2 separate regions of the Xenopus laevis genome follow, and region 2 is linked to region 1. The links are chromatin contacts, called in public Hi-C maps. All regions are on one chromosome and are shown on one strand. Each heading gives the region's core, a stretch centred on a gene start, on an enhancer-like site or on the middle of the called end of the contact. The rest is flanking DNA. Distances are from core to core; before and after follow the strand shown.

Region 1 (2,961 bases), core at 297-2,796:
ATGATCTTTCTTGGAAAAGATTGTTCATTTCAATACACACGTGTAGAGCTGAACCGTCAGATATACAGTTAGATATACAGGTAGAAACAATAGAATTCTACCTGTATCTGACAATTTAGCAATGGCCGATGTTTGAGTACCTTCAAAGGCACCCAATCAAAATTTTCCGTCCAGCACGATCAACGAGCCGACCAATATCCAAGTCTTCTGCCGATATTGGTCGGCTCATTTCCCACCATACACGCACCGAATATCGTACGTAAATTTGTTTTGTACGATATTATCTGGGCGTCTATGGCCACCTTTAGGGTTTACTTACAATTTCCCTGCAGCGGTAGGGCATGCAGTAATGACAGGGCCCTGTTGCAGTCTGTGTCTTCAGCTACTTCCTAACTTGTGCACAAGTAGAGGGCAGGAGGGAGGACACCTATGGGCCCATATAGTGCAAGGCTGGAAGTCCGTATGCAGAAAACAGGCACACTGTGTACTTTTGTAATTTCCACACTGTCTAGTTGGTTAAAATGTATTTTATTTTGAATAAAACAGACACTTGTATACATCATTTAAAGAAAAACATTTGAGGATGTCATATTTCCTTATAAAGTTATTGGTACTTTATTGTCAGTGTAATAGTTTTTGAAATGAAGCAAGAAATGACAGCGCTGTCATCCTAATCTGATGTTAGTGAGTTCTGCAGAAAAAACTCTGCTTATCATTGTAAAGGATGAGAGGAAAAACTAACAATAGAAAAATAATAGCAATGCATTTCCACACAGCTGATTTGTTTTTATCATAAAAGTTTAATATTTAAAGAAAAACACGAACTCTCCTCCTGCCTTTCTGTTTTCACTGACAGCTTTCAGCACATTGGAGGCCAAACTAAAGAATGGTAGAGTTATCTTGTATGAGCTATGGCACGCACACATTAATGTTTTTCTTGGCTCATTTCACTTTCCCCAGAGATTTTTTTCCCCCCAAATTATGATTTTTTTTCCAAAAGAAAAAATGTATGAGAAAATGGCTGAGCGGTGCCTCTGTGACCTTTTAAGCAAAGGGCACTTAACAGGGGAAGAATATGTATTTCTCAAACAATTTGTTCTTATTGTGGTTTATGGTTATTTCAGTACACATTGAAGCTGTTAATTTGATATATACAGCACATTTTTATCAGGTCATAGCCATAACTTGTACCATTGGTGGGACTGTAGAGTTAGACAGCTTACTTTTTCATCTTGCCGTACTTTATCATCTGACTTTCAGCTTGTGTTTTTAGCTTAATTCCAGATGCCATTTTTAATGGACTTGAAGAAAAAAGATAAATATAAGCAAGAATATTATTAGGAACCTTGAATACGTGCAATGTATTTGAGAAAAACTGCAAAAAAGTTGCAAGAAAAAAGCATGAGGTTAAAGATGGTCTTTTTCTTTAGACGTCCCCAGGAATTATTTCAAGCAACTTTATTTACAGTATTTCCCACATGTGGGGCTGCTACTGCCTGAGGCAGTGGCCCAGATGCTGACCCCCCTCTGCACTTAAAAATCAGCATCTGAATGGTTCAAAGGGGGGGCAACATTAGTACAATAAGCGTAATGGCACTCTCTGCACTAGCAGAGACATTTCTGGGTTAGATTTGACTCTTAAAGTTACAAGAGGTGGCTTTTTTCCACCCCTTGTAATTTGCTACTCGCTGTTGCCTGAGGCAAGGTTCTCACCTAGCCTAATGGTAGGAGCGGCCCTGTCCCAGATTATTTAAAATGATAGATTTTCAGCCTCATTGAGGCTTCTTAAATAAATTAGTGCTTCAGTTAAAAAAAAATATGCTCTAGAGGAAGTACCAGCTTGCCCAAGCGAGTTGCATGTTCATCTCAGATGAATCTACTTGGGGGTTCTGCTAGAGCTGTCACTGAACTCTGCTGGGTTTAGGCACTCAATAGTAATTTAAAGGCAGAGGGTCAAAGGGCCCCAATGTAGTTTACAATCTCAAGTCCCATTCAAATGTGAACAGGCCAATCTGGAGCCAATTAATCTGTCTCTATGTTTTTGTAGTTTGGGATCAGTCACAACACCGGATTAACACATAAACTCCTTGCATAAAGTGTACAGCTTCAACCAGGAACCCAAAGCTGCACTGCTCTACTGCTCTACTCTACGTCAGGGAAACTGTCACTAAAGAACTTGAATTTTTCAGTAAATGGTTAAATAGTTTCTCTTTTTATGCTACAACATATATTGCTATGACTATGGTCTTTCTGTAAAAGAGAAACTGTGCCGTTTATGATGTTACATGTTTATTGGCTTATATTCAGATTCCATTTCTGATCTCATTGCTTTCCTCCCAGAGCCTGTTTTTCTATAGAAGGTTCAGATAATGACAAAGACAAAATCTGTATGGTGGGAGCTTTGAGGAGAAAGTGATTTGTTGATTACGGCTGACTAGGTCAGATGCATAAATGTCCAGATTTGAAATCTTGAACTTTGGTTGGTATATAGTGTATATGGCAGATGGGAAAATCTTCCCAAAATGTGCGCACAATTTCTTGCACTTCTGACTCAACAACAAATATACACCAAATCTGAAGAAATGAGAATTTTCAAGTTACAAAGTATGCGTTAAATCTTCTCTTAAGCCTAGCAGTCGCCTGGTAACATGCCTTATTTTGTCCATATGTAGCGTCAGTGCTGTGCAGAAACCTTTTCCTTTAGTTCTTAGGAATGTTAAACGTATTCGTTTAAAGGGTATGACATGAAATGCAAAATGTATTCTGAAACCTCAATTCCTATTTTTTTTTGTACTTTAGGCAGATGTCCAAGTTGAACAGAATCGGCAGCATTTTTATCAATTATCGCTCGAATATGTCTGTAAACTTCAGGAAATCCAGGAGCGGAAAAAATTTGAGTTTGTGGAACCTGTAAGTAAAGAGCAAGGTATAAAGATTGCTGCCAGAGCAAAATGTTTTGTG
Region 2 (2,961 bases), core at 160-2,659, 36 kb before region 1:
CACGACACGTCACGTTAGAGTCCTCGCAGACTGGACTACAACCCACACCCTCTATAGCTACTTGGAATGCTGGGATTTGTAGTCCTGGGGATAAATGTATATGTCTGTCTGTGCAGGGTTCTAATATTGCTGAACTACAACTGCTAGTAGCGCTGTCCTGTCTGCAACTCCAGTTCTACATCCCAGAAGTCTCCCACTCAGGCAGGGTTGCCAGGTCTAATTTCAAAACCAGCCAAAATCAGCTACAAAACCAGGCCAAAACTAGCAGAGAGGCACTTCAAAAGTAGCCCAAAAATAGCACAATATGTGCAATGGAAAAAAAAGTCTAAAAAAACCCCAAATTAAAATATGTGAAAATACGCCTTTTTCACAAAATTTTCCAGGAAGCAAAATGTGACAGATTCGTCCATCACCAGGGAGTAACTACAGAGGTGGCCTAGGAGGTATAGGGGTCCCATAAGGCCCTAATACATATACAATTTCAATAAATATTGGTAAAACCGGTCAACCTCTAGACATTTTGGTGGCCAAGAGATTTTTTGCCCCAAAATTGTCTATAATTGAGGAAAGTCACTGGAGAATACGAAGACGGAAAGGGAGACTGGGGTACAGAGTCCAAAATCTGGTAACCCTTGACTTCTACACAAGTCAGTCCCATTGCATGCTGGGTATTGTAGTCTTACATTAAATTTGCCAGTGGGCATATTGTTAAACATAAACTGCATTACCCAACATGCATTGGGAGACACAGGCTTGGCACATTAGGGCAACAAAAAACTTCAGCTGGTTTCCAAAGTACAAATAGGGTTGCCACCTGGCCGGTAATTTACCGGCCTGGCCGATAAAAATGATGGTTGATCCCAATGTTATTAATAGGGAAAAAAGATAAATGTATAGGAAGGCCGGTATTTTTTTCGAGAAAAGGTGGCAACCCTAAATACAAACCAGCCAAAGGCCCAAAAAGTTGCCCAAATCTGTACCTTGGCTAGTTTGTACTTTCAAACCCATCTGGGCTTTAAATTAGTAGCCCAATTTGTCTGGAAACCCGCCAACCCTGTGGCACGAGTAGGGGGTGGGGATCTCTTGTTACTTTGGGCACTTTTTCTTTTTAAAGAGACAGAGGCGTCCGTAGCGTATAAGGGACACGTGTCACAAATCATAGAATACAATTGGTCTTTAAGAGTTTAGTGGACTTGGTTCGGATGAAAGCGGAGCTGTGACTGGTTGTTGTGCCTTGGAACACGCGGCTGTCAGCACCGAACTGAGCCCCAAAATGGTAAGTTGAAGAGCCGGCATTATGAGGGCGGGGTCTGTGCTGAGGAATGTGTGTGTGTCAGTGCTGTGGCTCATGCCATGTGCAGATATTGCTGAAGGGATACACACACACACACACACAGACAGACACACACACAGTATGATGGAACGCTCCCGCGCCTGCACTGCCGAGTCGGGGACCCCCGCTGAGACACCGCTCTGATTCCCATGCTCGCCCTTAGGATCCCGTGGGAAGACTCTCCCAGTTCATCTCCTCCTCCTTTTCTTGCAAGTGATCTGTGCCGCCAGGCTGCCTATCCGTTTGCTTGTGCTTCGCATGCCTATTAAGGGATTTGTCAGGGAGAGCGGATCGGAGCCTGGGGGATTGGAATCATGGGGCTGCAGCCCTTGGAGTTCAGTGACTGTTACCTGGACAGCCCTTGGCTGAGGGAGAGGATCCGAGCCCATGAGGCGGAGCTGGACAGAACCAACAGGTTTATTAAAGACTTGCTCAAGGATGGCAAGAACCTCATTGCCGCTACTAAGAGTAAGTCTCTTGTGTGTGTGTGTAGTTTTGGCCTGTTTTATTGTCACATTGTGTAGTTTTCTGCTGCCCCAGGAACAACAACATGACAAGGGAATTAATAACATATCGCTCTGCTAATGACTGAACAGCTAAAAACATTGCTACTTGTCTCATCTCCCTCTCTCTCTAGCTGGGAAAAGTTTCCCCAACTGCTTGTTGTGCTACAAGTCACAGCAGCCCCCACACTTGCATGTTGTACTCCAACACCTGGACTCTAACACTGGGAGCACTTTGTCTGTTTTCTCCTTGTCAGTAGACTTGGCTGGTGCCCCTTCCCCCATAGACTGACTGGAGAACACAATTCCTCATTCTAATCCCATTGTGTAAGAATGTGTGGAAGCTGCAGCCGGCCAGCCACATAAGCGCTAGTCAGATTTAAACGCACACAAAGACTGTCGTGTATATTTATACCATGCACAAGAGTATCCTCCTAAATGATCTGTTTATAAACAGTGATGTCATCCGTTGTAATCCATGCTTAGTGATGTCAGTGGTGTCACGTGACTTACTCAAACTTGTGTGTTATAAAAAAACAATGTTTAAAGTATTCAAGTCACCATAGAGATAAAAGCACTTAGTCTTCAGAATCTTGCTTTATATGGCTATGAAACTCCTCTGTGACTTATAATATCCTTACATTTTACTATAAAGGCCATACACGGGCAGATTAAAGCTTTAGACCAATTTGGCAGTTTATCTCCCTGTGTGTGGGGGCTCCCGACGGGTCCTCCTGATCGATATCAGGCCAAAAATCAGCCAGATATTGATCGGTCAAGTTTGATTTTTTTTTTCTGCAATCAAGGACGGCATCAGCTAGTTGATGCAGTCCTGTGACCCATCGGCGCCCAATTGCAGCATTGTAATCCCATCATTTGGCCCCACCCGTTATCCCCCAGCCGCATATTGGGTTAAGATCCGCTTGTTTGGCGACCTCGTCAAACAAGTGGATCTAATAGTGTATGTCCACCTTTAGGCATACATTATTCACAAAATATCATGCTACATTATTCAGTTAGATAATAAATGATGATGTCATACAAAGTGTTTGGCACCATAAAGTCACTGAAAGGCCCCGTGTCCCCTGCAGGTGACCAATTGTACAGACCTGATACTGTATATCT

What was found. A called contact is a pair of places that touch in the nucleus more often than the background predicts.
Region 2: a Hi-C map of the XL177 cell line shows a contact between it and region 1, with 3 times the contacts expected there. The contact joins the promoter of arhgap10.S here to the enhancer-like site in region 1. A contact is called at or near these places in 2 of 4 Hi-C or Micro-C datasets (the XL177 cell line and the XTC cell line).

The regions. Positions count from the first base shown.
Region 1 is chr1S:46,243,011-46,245,971 of Xenopus_laevis_v10.1, reverse strand. arhgap10.S (Rho GTPase activating protein 10 S homeolog) reads left to right here. Exons shown (of 23, transcript NM_001093142.1): 6 at 2,800-2,910. Among protein-coding and RNA genes, the nearest start is that of arhgap10.S, 36 kb to the left of the region's middle. Within about 2 kb of position 1,546, at least 2 of the 7 cell types and tissues checked have an H3K27ac peak or open chromatin away from gene starts, as enhancers often do.
Region 2 is chr1S:46,279,028-46,281,988 of Xenopus_laevis_v10.1, reverse strand. It overlaps arhgap10.S (Rho GTPase activating protein 10 S homeolog), which reads left to right and starts at 1,409. Exons shown (of 23, transcript NM_001093142.1): 1 at 1,409-1,801. The coding sequence starts at 1,648.